Linked DNA regions of Sus scrofa: all the other regions are linked to region 2. Evidence: chromatin contacts called from public Hi-C and HiChIP or PLAC-seq data. All regions are on one chromosome and are shown on one strand. The core of a region is the stretch at or near the end of the contact, and the rest is flanking DNA. Distances in the headings are between cores, read along the strand shown.

Region 1 (3,879 bases), core at 469-2,968, 250 kb before region 2:
GGAATATGAATTGCCTCGGCCTTTGGGGAAATCTGGGAGCCCCCCCCCCCCGTTTCCAGGGGGTGGAGCTAGAGCGGAAGCATCCAGGAAGGGCTATCAGGTGGCTTACAGGTAGGTCTTCCTGCATGCACGTTAGAGGCTGTTTCCCTCTAGTTGATTCATTCTTCTGCTGTCTGGGGGGCACCAGCACCCCATCCTGAAATACTACATGGTTTACTGAGTACCTACTATGCTCCAGGCATTTGGGATACTTCAGTGTAGAAAAAAGACACAGATCTTTGTGAAGAGTGCATTCTGGTGGCCCAGGCATCCTAACTGTCCCCAGTAATTGCTCTGACATTACAATTCTGTCTTCAAACTGCAGCCAATCTGAATTAAGGAGTTTTTACTAACCTTTCAGACTGAACTGTACTCTGTTAACATGCAGTTTCATTGATGACCTATATAGAACTGAATGGCAAGATATAAAGCTGACAAGAAAGAAAGGGGTTGTGGGAGTTCCTGCTGTGGCTCAGTGATAACGAACCCATCTAGGATCCATGAGGATGTGGGTTTGATCCGTGGCCTCGCTCAGCGGGTTAAGGATCCGGGATCCGCGTGAACACAAGCTACGGTATAGATCACAGATGCAGCTCGGATCTGGCATTGCTGTTGCTATGGCTGTGGCATCGCCAGCAGTTGCATCCCTTTTCTCAGAGTTCAACTAGCTTGTCAACGAAGGGAACAACCCCCCCGTCCATCCTTACTTTTAACAAGATGAGGTGTGTTTTGAATGTGTGTGTTCAGAAAGCAGAACTAGGTTCACAGGAAAGAAATTACAGAAAGGTAGAATTCTGCCCCTGTCGAGGAAATAGATGTCTGGACCTTAGCACTGTGCAATCTCAGGGCCAGGCTTTCTGGCTGGTCCTGGTGTTGCAGCTGGTCCAGGATGTGTGAAAGGGGCCCACGCATCAGACTGACAGGAGAGGAGGGAGTTTCTGTCACTCAACATGCACCCAATGCCAATACCAGAGCAGGTGTGCCCACTCCAAAGGTCACAGTCGAAAATGATTCCTGGCTTGGGAGCTGGGAGCTGGCTCTGGCATCTGTCCAACTAAAGGGAGCAGCTTCCCCAGCCAATTTTCCTCCTATTTGGTCCAGATTTTTATGTTCAAATCTTAGTAACTTACTCTAAAATGTTTTAAATACTATTAAGGCCAAACGAGTTGTGCCAGTGGGTCAGTGTGGCCTCTGACGGCCGATTTCTGACCAGTTTTGGAGAAATTGTGTTGCTTCCAAGGTCAATTCTCTCTTAAACGCCCACTGCGGTTTGTGCGGTCAGAGTATTAGCGGGAGTTCCCCGTCTCCTGGTGTTTGGCAGGGCTCATCCTGGGACCTAATGCCGTCACTCCTCCAGTCCTGCGTCAAGGAAGAAGAAAACGCAGGCTGAGCCCTGCAGGGCTCCGGGGGGGCCACTCACCCGCCATGGCTCCGGCGGCGCGCAGATTGGCCGGGCTGCTGGTTGCCGGGCCGACTCAAGCTGGGAAGGCGCGGGGGGCTGTAGGTCCTCTGGCTGCGACCTGGGAGGTGTCACTCGTGCTGCCGGCGGAGCGCCCGGCTACTTTATACACGATCTGGCCCGGCCCACAGACTGGGGGACCAGCAAAGGCGGAGCCGCCCCATGGGCCCTGGGGTGCAGGGCGGGGCTCACCTCGGCAGCTGGCAAATTTAGGGACCCGCGTGCGAGAAGGGTGCCCAGGGGGCAGAGAATGAGAGGGGCCTCTGGGGTCGGGGCGAAGGTGGGAGGATGTAACCAATGGGGTCCGGGTTCCGTTGGGCGCGTCATTCGTGCCTCCCCAGCCCCAGGAAATCGCTTCCGCACGGAATTGGCCGGACAAAAGGAGGACGCGGGGGACTCCCATCCTTTCGCTCAGAATCTCGCTGAGTCACTGTGACTAGACGTAGGTTTTGAGGGCTAAGGCGACCAGAGAGACTTGCTCCTGGGGAAATGAGTTTGTTTCAGCTTTTGCAAGGTTTGGATTCTGCACTTGGTGCGCGCGGGGTGGGGGGTCCCCTAGAATGTACTCCTCCTCCTCTCAATGGGGGAACTAATTGGTTTTGTTCTCCCCTCTCCCCCAAGAGCTAGTCCGAGTCTTGTGCAGGAGATAGCAGTAAGGAAAAGCATTTAAAGAATAGTCCAGACAGATAAAAGTGTAGTGGCTTTACTCAAAACCCTGCTTAGAGCAGTTTGAACAGCGTAGAGCAAAAGTTTTTAAGTTCTACAAAGTTAAAAGCTCAAGTCTTTGTCTACAGAACAGAGAGAAGTCAGTGTCAAAAGGCAGAAGAAAAAGAAACAGAATCTTAAAGTGTACCCTTCAGAAACCTTACAAAGGGTAAGTAAGAAAATTCAGAGGGGGCCAGAACAGTTCAGGTTGAGATTCCTGGGGTGAGGGAGAGACAAGATTTAAGAAAATGAGAAAACTCAGTAATCAAGATAAAGAACTCTTGAGTGCTCTGTTAAGTCAATTTGCAGAAAAAAGTCATGGCAGATTAAAACACTAAAATGTGGGAGTTCCCGTTGTGGCATAGTGGAAACAATCTGACTAGGAACCATGAGGTTGCAGGTTCCATCCCTGGCCTTACCCAGTGGGTTGAGGATCCTGCATTGCTGTGAGCCATGGTGTAGATTGAAGACGTGTGCTATGGCTGTGGTGTAGGCCGGCAGTTGTAGTTCCGATTAGACCCTTAGCCTGGGAAACTCCACGTGCCGAGGGTGTGGCACTTAAAAAAAGAGCAAAAAAGAAAAAAAAAGTGATATTAATAAAAAAGAAACCCCCCTAAAATGTGGAGTTCCCATCGTGTTTCAGCGGAAACGAATCTGAGTAGTATCCATGAGGACACAGGTTTGATCCTGGGCCTCACTCCAGCGTTGCCCTGAGCTCTGGGGGGGTAGGTTGCAGACACAGCTGGGATCACAGGTGCAGCTCTAAAAAGACCAAAAAAAAAAAAAAAAAAACATGTTAAGGAGTTCCTGATACTGATAGGGATGGAGTAGGCACAGGTAGCTGTAGGAGTTCCCATCGTGGCACAGTGGTTAACGAATCCAACTAGGAACCATGAGGTTGCGGGTTTGATCCCTGGCCTTGCTCAGTGGGTTAAGGATCTGGTGTTGCTGTGAGCTGTGATGTAGGTTGCAGACGCGGCTCGGATCCTGCATTGCTGTGCCTCTGGCATAGGCTGGTGGCTACAGCTCCGATTAGACCTCTAGCCTGGGAACCTCCATATGCCACAGGAGCGGCCCAAGAAATGCCAAAAAAAAAAAGTCCCGATAAAGGATCTTAGAGAGGGAAACATAGGGGACTTTGGGAAATCACTGTAAGTTAATAATTGCTCAAGAACACCATCAAAACAATGCAGGCTTGCTGGACGAGTGTAGGCGTGAGATTTGCCTCAGGTCTTTGGGTGTGGGTGGGTGGGGATGGGATGGGGTGTGCATTCAGGTTCAGACCTAGAGCTGGAGTTTAAGGACCACCTGATTTGAATACCGGATGATCAAGGAGGAGCTGCCACACCCAGAAAGGAAGAGGCGGGCTTTTCCCACCCCACTCCCCTGGATGATAAAACTAGCCCACCTGGTCCTGGGGCCGAGCCTCCTTGCCAGCCCACTGGCCTCTCTCCCAAGCGTCCCATCTCAATAAATCTGTTTCTTGCCTATCCTTTGTCTCTGGCTGAATTCCTTCTGTGTGGAGGCATGAAGAACCTGAACTTCAGTGAGTCCAGACACCAGGTGAGTGATTCAAATTTAAAACCCTGGGTTCAAGTCCCAGTCTGGGTTTAGGGTGGGTTCAAGTCCTGGCATATGGGTTCTGATAGGTTCCCAGGAGGATGGAGACAGACCCC
Region 2 (3,715 bases), core at 387-2,886:
GAGAAAGACTATTTCAGAATTTCTCCATATCAAACCTCATCAGTGATTCTGTCTTAAGGAACTACAACTGTTTTGCTTACATAATCTAATTTCATTGGTTTTCATGTAGAATTCTCCTTTAACCATTAACAAATGAGACATACAGAAACAATACAATTCTATGTTCAAAGCAAAGACAAAAGCCACTGTGAAATGAAGTACAATTCCTTAACAGCTGCTGCTTTCACAATGATTTAACTGTATTTATCAAAACATATGGTTTGGCAAATTTATAAATGCTTACTATATTTAGGGTTTGGATGAAACAAAGTTAAGGATTTTCTATTCTGGTGGTTCTTGTTTTTTTGGAAATCTCTGCTTAAAGGAAACTTCCACACTCAGGGCTTTTCTTCTGATCTACAAAAATCCATCTGCCTTCTTAAAAACACTACAACTGTTATCTGACAGAGCAGCTCACAGTGTCTGCCTGCACTAGGCCCTTAGCAAGTGTTTGTTGAACTTACAGAATAGAACTGAAATGATCCCTCCCTTAGCACCTCTAGTATCCTACAGGAGAAAAACAGTAATTATTTTTAGTGCGATAGCTTGCATATCCTGTTAGGCTAAGGCTCCTACAAAGCAACAGAACTGAAATGGGGACCCTAAACCTCACAGGAGTCTGGAGTTTGTTTTGAAGAAGCTGTACAAAGCAAGTTGCAAGAGAATGAGCACTTAGCAACTCTGACTTTACAGCAAATGCTCCCAACTGGGTCTTGCAGTTTTCCAAATCAAGTAACTATCTGGTAAAACTTCTGAACACGTGTAACAGGTCCAGCGAGACGAACAGCTCACAAACAAGCAAGCAAAGGCGGAAGAAACATCTGTGGGATGTTACCTTATTCATTAATGCCCAAATCTCCAACTGGTCTCATTAAAAACAAAATAATACAAAGAACAAAACCCAAAGCAGACTTGACACCTCATCTACATTTTAAGCTGTCGTCAAACACGATTCCCACTTCGAAACTCTCACAAGTTAAAACCACAGCTCTTCCAGGCGCTGAGACCAGAATTTCGCTGACAGCCTTCACAGGCAAAAAGCGCGAGTCTGAAGGGCTTTACTACGAGACATCAAGTCTTTTTGGCAAAAGGGGGCGGACGAAGTGACAGACGGGCACGAGGCCTGGGAATCAAGGCCAAGAGAAGCTTCCCAGACTCTGGCATCGAACGGACTAGGTAAAAGGAACCAGCAGCCCAGTTCCCGGAGCGTCGGCTGGGCGGCGTGGGAGACAATGCCAGGTGTCTTGGGCTTCGCGAAAGGAGGTTGGTCTGGGACCCTCGGCGACTCAGGGCCCTCCTGGTCCATCAGCGCCCCCGCGGCCGCCGCGCAGTCCCCAGCGCGCCCGTGACTCAGCAGCGGCGGCGCCACCGGCCCGGGTAGGCCGCCCCGTGTCGCCCGCTCACCGATTGAAATGATCCACCACACTCAGCAGCACCAGGGGGTGGACCACCACCTTCTGCACAGCCAGCTCCGGCATCGCGACACACCCCGCCCGCCAGGCCCTGCTCCCCGCGACCCGCAAACGCCGGCGGCCAGAGCGGCAGCGACTCTTTGGGATCCTCCAGGCCCGGCTCCTCCTCTTCCGGCTGGGCCGCTGCCGCGCGGCCCCTTCTTCCGCTCCCAGGGTGCTGCGCGCGCCGGGAGCGGGCTGTCGCTCCCGCTGCCAACTTGAGGAGGGCAAGTTCCCGGGAGGCGGAATCCGCCTCAGGTGACTGGCTGCGAATTTCCGGGGTCTTGATAGCTAAAGGGACACTGGAGACGTTAGAGGTTGACCTCCTGGTGTTTCGCTTGTACCGTTACCCACGGTGGCTTTTCGCTTCCATGCCTTCCCAACTCCCCTCCCCCATCGGAAATCTCGAGAAAATACTAAGAAAAAAATGTAAACAGTGATATGTAGTAGTTCCACCATTCAGCAAATGTTGACCTTTGCTTCTAGTCAGAGTCGTCTACAATTTCTTAGAGGAACTAATTTTAAGTCTCCAGCATTAGGGCATTCCCTTTAAGTAGATATGATAGTTTATCTCATTATCATCTTGTCAGGGAATTTCTCCTTAGTCTTCGCTATAGATGATAAGCAAACAATCAGCCTGTCTGTATTTTTCCACCTATCTTTATATTACTTACCATTTAACAAAGGATAGAATAATGCCGTTTGTGCCTAGAGTCAGATCATTCATACAGGTTGATGTTCAAATAAAAACTTAGAAAAAGATTGAAAAAGATGGGAAGCAAGAAGAAAATGTGTTTTCATTTTTCGCTGAGAAAGAGAAAAAATACTAAAAGGGGAAATGTAGAAAAAATACTAAAAGGGGAAATACTAAAAATACTAAAAGGACTTAAGGTTATTTGCAGAAAGACGCAAATGACTTAAAATCCATGCAAGTTTAGTCGCCGGACTGACTTATAAGTTGCTGTTTCTGTCAACAAAAATAATACTTACGCAACTTGAATTATTTAGTTACTGTTCATCCTCTTTTTAAACACCTTTTACCTCCCTGGGTCACGGAGGATCTGACCTCTCTGAAAAATGACCAGGAGATTTTGCTCTGAATCTTAGCCACCTTCCAGTATAGTCAGGGAGCTTTTGATATTCTTTATGGATTTTACCCCTCACTTTTATTTCATGTACTCTTCCTACTTTTGAGAACACTGTTTTGTATTTTCCTCGTTTTTTAAAGTGTTTTTGATTTGGCTATCAGGTGATTTCTGCTACTTCTTAAGATAATAGAACTTGTAAATTGAGAACATTTAAGTCAGCCCCATTGTGAGTTAAAGCATGCTTGCTGGTGTTTAAAGTAGATTCTCTTGTTTCATCTCTTGTGTGATGCTGTTCAACAGAGGGTAGACATAGATCTGTTAGACAAAGAGCTTGGAGTCTAAAGGAAGAATTTTGGGCGGCTAAAATATATAAAGACTATAAGGAAGACAACTTAAAATCATAATGTATTTTCCATGTTGCCCTATTTTTTTTCTTTTTCTTTTTTTTTAAAGTGGAACTGACTTGAAATCATAACTGATTTTGTAGCCACTTCTAGGGAAGGAATTCATTCGGCTGAATACAGAGGGAGATATAAGAAATCTAATTTCTTTTGTTCATTTAATTCTGGGCTTTAAGAGGATCTGATGAGAGCATAAGGATAATAATTTTCTTTTTTTAAAGAAAAATATTATTTAATTTGCTTTCTATTGAAGTATAGTTAATGTACAGTGTTATATAAGTTATAGGTGTACAATATAGTAATTCACAAATTTTAAAGATTATATTCCATTTGTAGTTATTATAAAATATTGGCTAAATTCCTCATGTTGTACAATATATCCTCGTTGCTTATTTTATAATAATACCTTATACCTCTCAATCCCCTACCCATGTCTTTCTTTTTTAGTGTTAAATTCTCCTTTCCTCATATTTATTGAGATGTTACTCACACATAACATGTAAGTGTAAGGTGTGTAATATAGTGGTTTGCTACACATACATATTGCAAAATGATTACCATAATAAGTTAGTTAATACTTCTATCACCTCACATAATTACTATTTTCTTTTTGTGGTGAGAACATTTCAGAGCAACTTTCAAATATGTAACACAGTGTTGTAAACTGTAGTCATCATACTTGACCTTGGAGCTCCATCTTGTAATCGTAAGTTTGTACCCTTTGACCGACAACTCC
Region 3 (3,561 bases), core at 764-3,263, 180 kb before region 2:
TGAAACACTATGTGAAAGTATCAGTAAGTATCCCTAGAATTCCTCTGGTCTTTTCTGGGAGTGTCCTGGACTTTGTTTGGACTCTGTTGTCTCTGCCTTTGCCCTTGTTTTCTCTTCTCCCTGGAAACTCTGCTGGCCAATCCCTGCTTACTTAATCTCCAAGAAGTCCCTGAACTCTGTAAACTAGTTCTGATTACCGAAATCACATTTTTCCCCAAGGACATGTTTGAACTCTTCTTTGTCACCACACTTAAGACATTTCAGTTCTGTCACTTAATGAGCAGTTCCTATTTCTGCTTTGCATTGTAGTTAATTGTGTGTCTTCTCTAAGTAGATTGTCTTTTTCCTTAAATGAACATTTCATTTTACTTTTTAACTTTTGGGGGGGGGGCGCTTTTACAATGACACATTTCATATTTTTTTATGTGTCTTTTCAAAATCTCCTATGCTGGAGTTCCCCTGTGGCACAGTGGTTTAAGATTTGGCATTGTCACTACAGCCACTCACGTCATTGCTGTGGTGTGGGTCATATCCCTGGCCTGGGAATTTTCACATGCCGCAGGCACGGCTGAAAAAAAATAGGGTGATTACGAAAGGCTTCACTGAGAGGGGTGGTTGAGTAAATATCTGAAAGAGATGAGTGAGCCAACTGACTACCTGGGGAAAGAGCTTTCCAGAAAGAGGGAAAAGCAAGTCCAAAGGCCCTCAGGCCAGAGTGGCTGAAGCAGGGTACTGAGTGGAAGAGTAGTTGGAGATGAGGTGAGAGAAATAAAGAAGTTTGAATAGGTTTATAGATGGGATTCATATAGGAATTACGGTATTCAGAAAGGCTGTAGCTCCTTGAAAGGCCATCTCCTGGATGGATCTGGAGTGGAAATAGGAAAAGCAGAGACTAAGTGCTCAACCAATTTAATTTGTATGCATAATAGGATCACTCTGAACGGGAAGACCCAAAAATAACAGAATAATCAGTGCACAGTGCTTAAAGCTAATTAAGTGATTAGTCTTCATTTTAGTTTGTGGTGATGAAGAGTGAAAAATTGAGCCTTCCTTCAACTTGTCAAAACTGAATTCCCTACCATCAGTAAAGTATATTGATTAATTTTTTTTTCTAATTCATAAAGTGCTATTGACTCTTTATATTAAGGAAATAGGGGTTCGATTGGTGTGGTGGGCATTTTACCAACCCCAGCAAGGGTTCTGGAGTCTTTTTACTTTTGCTTTATGTCACAAGAACAGATGCTCCGGAGTTCCCATCGTGGCTCAGTGGTTAATGAATCCGACTAGGAACCAGGAGGTTGTGGGTTCGATCCCTGGCCTTGCTCAGTCGGCTGAGGATCTGGCATTGAGGATCTGGCGTTGCCCTGAGCTGTGGTGTAGGTTGCAGACGCGGCTCGGATCCCGCGTTGCTGTGGCTCTGGCGTAGGCCGGCGGCTACAGCTCCGATTAGACCCCTAGCCTGGGAACCTCCATATGCCGTGGAAGCGGGCCAAGAAATGGCAAAAAGACAAAACAAAACAAAACAGATGCTCCACAAAAGTTACTTTTGTGTGTTTCTAGAATCTAGAACCCTGCCTGGCACATAGTAGGCTTAAGGTTGTCAGGTATAGCAAATTAAAACCCAATTTGCCCAATTAAATATGAGCATCAACCACAAATAGTTTTTTAGTATAAACATGTACCAGGCAGTATTTGGGGCACACCTACATATTACATATTTTTTATCTTAAGTTCATATTTAACTGGGTGCCCTGTATTTTATCTGGTGACCCTAGGATATTTTAAGTCAGTAAATTAACCGCTGACTTAATTGACTGAAAGCCTCCTTTCACCTGTGAAATGGGGCTGACAGAGACGCCCCTGGGCTCGATGGGAGGAGTAAATGAAGCTCCTGGCACTCACCGAGCCCTCAATTTACTTGATTGCTCGGGTACCATCTGACGAGGGGAAAACCCTCCCATTTTTAAACATACAAAGGATAAGAAGGCTTTCTGGCTAAAGGTTCCCAGGCCTGGCCTAGGTTGCCCACACCTGCAGGTACGGCCAGCCTCTTCCGGGTCAGGTGACCACGCGTGGTCACGTGACCTGGCCCGAGTGCGGGCGGTCGAAGGCGGAAGTGGGAGAGGAGTTGGGCTCCGCTTCTGTGGTCCCGTCAGGTAGCGAGCGCCGGCGCGGGGCAGCGCGGCGGGCAGGCTGGCGGGGGCGCGGGGCTGGCCTGGGGCAGCGGGCAGCGGGCAGCGCGGGGTGGGCCAGGGGCGGCGCGGCCCGGGCGCCGGGGGGCGGTGGCTTCCTGTGGGAGGGGCCTGGCGCGGCGGTTCCGGCCTCCGAGGAGGGGTGTCCCGGCTCCCGCCCGAGCGGGGTGGGCGCGCTGCGGGCGGTGCGGGGGCAACTCCGAGGTGGGCGCCAAGGCACGCATAAGTGCGGTGGCCAGCAAGTCCTCCTGGAAGGGACAAGCATCTTAGGTGCCAGGGATGAAGAGGAGTGACCTTTGTGGCGGGATCGGGACAGGAGGAAGGGGCAACTTGGGACTGAGCTAGAATGGGTCGCCTGAGAATTGGCGAACGACGTGGAAGGAAAAATCAGGAGGAAGATGCTGCCTGAACCGCGCTTGAGCGCCTCTTCCTTCCTTCCTCTTTGGCAATGATTGGTACCCGAGACTTTGATTTTGGTCCCATTCAGTTTCTAAACTTCAGGAGGGATCAGAGAATCTTGATCATTTTGCTTTCGTCACGCCCACTTAGTCCTGCTTGGGTAGGGTTTCTACTTCTTGAGAACCTAGCCTTTCAGATCATGTTTCTTTGAAATTTCCACAGATCAGATCAACTTCTGGGCTTAAGAAAAGAGCGTGGGCACTTTGCTCTGGCTGTAAAATGGCTTTTAGCTTAAACTGTTGAGCACGGTCCAATCCCAGCATTACCTCACCTAACAGCGACTGCAGTAACCTTGGCCGGTATCTACCTACCCTGCTTTATGACTTTTTCTTTCTTGAGTTTAAATTATTCAGTTTCCTTTGCCATGTGACTGCTTATCTTGACAAACTGTAACTAGCTAGCATGACTGGAAGGTCTGTGTTGTGTTCCATAGAACTGTGACCTGGATCATGATTTTGAGATTAAATACCTGTGTTAAGGCTGTTCACCCGCTTTTTCTTGTGTTTACTAACATTTGCAAAAGTGGAATGCATTTCATGGATGTGATGTAATAGAAGTGAATGTTCAAACTGGACAGTCCCAGGAGCTGGAGTTGTTTTGGGTTACAAGTAGGAAAAAAAAAAAAAGTACCTTGCTAATGTGTTTTGAGTTCAAGTTTTTAGAATGTTTGACAAACATTTAAAAATTGATTTCTGTGACAGCCCTGGGAGTTAGATTAGGAAGATGTTTATTCTCATTTCACAGTGAACAAACAGATCTCAGAAGACTGGATTTTGTTGACAATTTTTTTGTGTTTTCTTGTCTGCTGTTCTCTTTCTTTCTGATAGACTGCAAATTCCTCAAAGGGCGGGGTTTATATCTTATTTGGCTTATTTGGCAACTAGCCTGGAGCCAGGTGTGCTATGGGCAC
Region 4 (4,070 bases), core at 1,386-3,885, 160 kb before region 2:
GGTTTCAGGTTTCATAAGCTTCCTGAAGTGGATGGAAGGAGTTTGGACCTCTTGCCCATTAGGAGCCATGTCCAGTTTGGGGCCCTGAGTTCATGGGTTTTAGGTACTTTAGGGTGGGATCTGACTTCCCTTCCAATCTGAAAGGTGCAATTCACGATACTTACCTTGTAGTGTCAGGTTGGTATTTTGTCAATGGATTCAGAAAGACAGCCCCATCAAACCCGAGTCCTCATTGTTACTAGTTGGGTTCATTAACCCCTGATCCACAATGGGAACTCCAAGCCAGTTTAAAAACTGTCCTCAGGGAGTTCCTGTTGTGGCTCAGCGAACCTGACTAGCATCCGTGAGGATACAGGTTTGATCCCTGGCCTTGCTCAGCAGGTTAAGGATCCGGCGTTGCCGTGAGCTGTGGTGTAGGTCACAGACGTGGCTCGGATCCTACGTTGCTATGGCTGTGACTGGCAGCTGCAGCTCCAATTCGATACCTAGCCTGGGAACCTCCATAGGCTGCTGGTGCGGCTCTAAAAAGCATTAAAAGCAAAAAACTATCTTCGGTAAGGTTGCTTTAAGAAAGAAAGAGTCCCAGGGTGCATGTATAGTGTGTGTGTGTGTGTGTGTGTGTGTGTGTAAGATATATATATATATTTTTTCTGTGCCCATGGCATGTAGAAGTTTCTGGGCCAGGGATTGAACCCATGCCATAGCAGTGACAATGCCGGATTCTTGAGTGCTAGAGCACCAGGGAACTTTTCTTTTTAAAGTCTATAAATAATGGATTTCTAACTTTTAGTGCTTTAACCTCTGTTGCTAAAAGCCCCAAGGCTTCATTTGTAATCATTAGTCTTTCCTTCGTTACTCAAGATACCATCTTTTTTTTCCCTTCAAATTATTAAATTATGAAAAAGATCAAACATATGAAGAGGTTCAGAGAATAAGATGACAAACCATCATAAAAACCACCATCTGGATTTAATGAATATTAACATTTTGCCGTATTTGCTTTAGAACTTTTTCCTTTAAAAAAATGAACTGTTGCAGATAGAGTTGAAGTTCCTTTGGCCTCTATTCACTCCAATTCCCATGTTCTCTCCTCTGCTACTCTAGAGGTAACTTCTGTTTTGCACTTGGCGTGGTTCCTTCCCGTCCGTGCTTCTGCACTTTAATTCCATTTATGTGTGTCCACCACAATGGATAACGTCATTTCAAGTTCAAGTGTAGACCCGTGGCATCATACTATGTACTATACTTAGGCTACCCCTTGCCTTTTTTTTTCCTCTTGGCATTATAATTTGGGTTTGTACATGTAGATTGAATGCATATATTTCAATACCTATGTAGCATCCCATTTTATAAATATTTCACAATCGATTTATTCCCCCATCAGTTCGTAGATTATTTACACATTTTTGCTGTTATAAACATTGCTCTGATGCACAACTTCGCACGTGGCTTCTTCTGCATTTGTTGGAAAATTTTCCCTGGCAAGGAGTTTCCGTTGTGGCGCAGTGGAAACGAATCTATTATTCATGAGGATGCTGGTTTGATCCCTGGCCTTGCTTCATAGGTCAGGGATCTGGGGTAGCCATGACCTGTGGTGTAGGTCACAGAAGTGGCTCAGATCCTGTGTTGCTGTGGCTGTGGCGTAGGCGGGTGGCTACAACTCCAATTCGACCCCTAGCCTGGGATCTTCCATATGCCATGGGTGTGGCCCTAAAAAAAAAAAAAGGGAAAATTTCCCTGGCAAACAGCTAGAAGTAGAATCCTGGGAGGTACGATATATGCATCTTTAATTCTCCCACAGGCGGCCAGATGCCATCTAATTGGACCTGCCTCGAGGTCTCATTTGCACTGCCTCCAGCAGTCTGTGAGGCTTCTTACCAACACTATTGTTAGATGTCTAATCTCTTGCCAATCTGATGAGTCAAAGAGAGCGGTTCTGTTTATTGCTCTACCAAAACAACTTTAACGGAGTCAAACATCCTTTTGAATTGCAGAAAATCGATGCTCATTTGTTCCATAAATATTTATGGAGTTCTTATGAGAAGCCAGGCACTGTCCTAGACAGTAGATTACAAGGGCCAAGAGGTGGGACACATATTTCGGCCCTCATGGAGCTTACCTTCTAGAGGAGGGACGCAGTAAGTACGATAAACCAGTACAGTATGACCCGTGACTGTGAAAATGCCAAGGAGGGAAGGTAAACTGGAGAAGATGGGTACAGTGTGTGTGGAGAGGTGGGGATGAGGGGGTGCTTAGGGAAGGCCTACTTAAGAAAGCAACACTTGGAGTTCCCGTCGTGGTGCGGCGGAAACGAATCCTACTAGGAACCATGAGGTTGTGGGTTCAATCCCTGGTCTTGCTCAGTGGGTTAAGGATCCGGCATTGCTGTGAGCTGTGGTGTAGGTCGCAAATGCAGCTTGGATCCTGCGTTTCTGTGGCTGTGGTGTAGGCCGGCAGCTGTAGCTCCGATTGGACCCCTAGCCTGGGAACCTCTATATGCTGTGGGTGAGGACCTAAAAAGCAAAAAAAAAGGGCAACATTTGGGGAGTTCCCTGGTGGCTTAGTGGTAAAGGATCTGGCATTGTCATTGTCACTTCTGTGGCGGGAACTTCCACTGCACATGTGGACAATTGGGAAAGGAACATTATAGACAGAGAAGTAGAAGTCTGACGGGGTAACATGTCTGGCATGTTCAAGGAACAGCAAGGAGGCCCATGAAGCTTTGGGGGGAAGAAGCAAGGGAGGAGAGGAATGGGAGGTGGGGTCAGAGGGGTATGTGGTGGTGTATCACGTAGGCCCTCAGGGTCATTTCAAGGACTTTGGAGATCGGTGGGAAGCCACTGGATAGCTTCCAGCTTCTGCAAAGCAGAGTGCTATGATTTGATTACATAATAGAAAAACATGACTCTTGCTAAACGTAGAAATTAGATTGAAGGGTGCAGAGGGCAAAAGCAGGAAAAACATCAGTCCCGCTGAGAGCTGATGGTGCTGTGGACCAAGGCAGGGACAGCAGAGGTGGAGGGAAATGTTGGAGCTGGGAGATGTTTTAAAGGTAGAGCCAACGGGATCTACTGTCAGATTGAATGTGGGGTGTCCGAGGGAAAGGGGAAGCAAGAATGAGCCCCAGAATTTTGGCCTGAGCCAGGGGGTGGAAGGAGTTGTCATTCACCACTGAGATGCAGAACAGGATTGAGGGCAAGTGTCAGAAGCTCTGTTTTATCAGTAGACAAAGAGCATCTGAGGTTCGGGGGTGACGTTTATACCAGATACACCACCATGGGATTGTCCGTGAATAGGTGGTATTGAAAGCCATGAGATGATTGAGATCACCAAGGAAAGACATGCAGGGTCTGAGCTACCGGACACTCGGAGGGTCAGAGGGTCCGCAGAGAAGGAGCCAACAGAGGAGGCTGAGAAAAAGCAGCCAGAGAGGCAGGACGAGAATCAGGCAGGTGTGGTGTCCGGGAGGCCAAGGAGAAAGCATTTCAAGGCTTCGCAGAGTCATCCATTGTGTCAGATGCTGCCAGGAGGCCGTCATCTAACTCTCGTGTTCGTTTTAGTATCGTATTCCTGTATGTTTCCCACTACGTTTCAGAGGTTTCCACGGCTGCTCCCTCTATGAGATTGAAGTACAATGCCTGTTACAGACTAGTTCAGGGAAAAACTGGTCACTTAGACTTTTTTTGGACTGGCTATATGTTATAAATAGGGCAAGCACGTAGTTTTGTTTTGTTCTGGCTAAAATCTTAAAGCATAGACTTCTTTGACTTCAGCTGTGGAAAATGTCAAAATCAGTGTGAATTCTCTGTCACTGCATTTAATCTCATACAAAAGGCTTCCATTTGTAGAGTCATATGGTGAAGTAATAACCACGTTTTAAGGCTGAACAGCTCTTTAGAACAGGGAGTTGAAAGAAGAGATCAGGTACAAATACAACGAAAGCAGGGCTAAATGATGTTGAGTAGAATAGGAGTTTCATAGTGTTTTTTTTTTTTTTTTTTTTTTTTTTTTTTTGTCTTCGTACGGCCGCACCCGCAGCACATGGTCGTTCCCAGGCTAGGGGTCTTATC

What was found. A called contact is a pair of places that touch in the nucleus more often than the background predicts. HiChIP or PLAC-seq counts read pairs in DNA pulled down with a chosen protein or histone mark.
Region 1: a contact with region 2 is called in an H3K27ac HiChIP or PLAC-seq map of alveolar macrophages. The contact joins the promoter of NQO1 here to the promoter of PSMD7 in region 2. A contact is called at or near these places in 2 of 5 promoter capture datasets (fetal liver and liver), 20 of 47 Hi-C or Micro-C datasets (adipocytes, brain, embryonic fibroblasts and 13 more) and 2 of 2 datasets of contacts at active chromatin or transcription factors (alveolar macrophages and skeletal muscle).
Region 3: a contact with region 2 is called in a Hi-C map of heart right ventricle, with 3 times the contacts expected there. The contact joins the promoter of WWP2 here to the promoter of PSMD7 in region 2. A contact is called at or near these places in 1 of 47 Hi-C or Micro-C datasets (heart right ventricle) and 1 of 2 datasets of contacts at active chromatin or transcription factors (alveolar macrophages).
Region 4: an H3K27ac HiChIP or PLAC-seq map of alveolar macrophages shows a contact between it and region 2. The contact joins the enhancer-like site here to the promoter of PSMD7 in region 2. A contact is called at or near these places in 4 of 47 Hi-C or Micro-C datasets (fibroblasts, omental adipose tissue, retroperitoneal adipose tissue and 1 more) and 2 of 2 datasets of contacts at active chromatin or transcription factors (alveolar macrophages and skeletal muscle).

What each region holds. Positions count from the first base shown.
Region 1 is chr6:17,290,801-17,294,679 of Sscrofa11.1, reverse strand. It overlaps NQO1 (NAD(P)H quinone dehydrogenase 1), which reads right to left and starts at 1,718. Exons shown (of 6, transcript NM_001159613.1): 1 at 1,460-1,718. The coding sequence starts at 1,466.
Region 2 is chr6:17,045,341-17,049,055 of Sscrofa11.1, reverse strand. PSMD7 (26S proteasome non-ATPase regulatory subunit 7) reads right to left here and starts at 1,636. Exons shown (of 7, transcript XM_021093860.1): 1 at 1,444-1,636. The coding sequence starts at 1,517.
Region 3 is chr6:17,226,434-17,229,994 of Sscrofa11.1, reverse strand. It overlaps WWP2 (NEDD4-like E3 ubiquitin-protein ligase WWP2), which reads left to right and starts at 2,013. Exons shown (of 24, transcript XM_021093861.1): 1 at 2,013-2,156.
Region 4 is chr6:17,206,181-17,210,250 of Sscrofa11.1, reverse strand. The region is part of intron 1 of WWP2 (NEDD4-like E3 ubiquitin-protein ligase WWP2); the gene reads left to right. Among named protein-coding and RNA genes, the nearest start is that of WWP2, 20 kb to the left of the region's middle. Within about 2 kb of position 2,635, at least 1 of the 83 cell types and tissues checked has an H3K27ac peak or open chromatin away from gene starts, as enhancers often do. A contact at or near this core is called in alveolar macrophages, where this site is marked.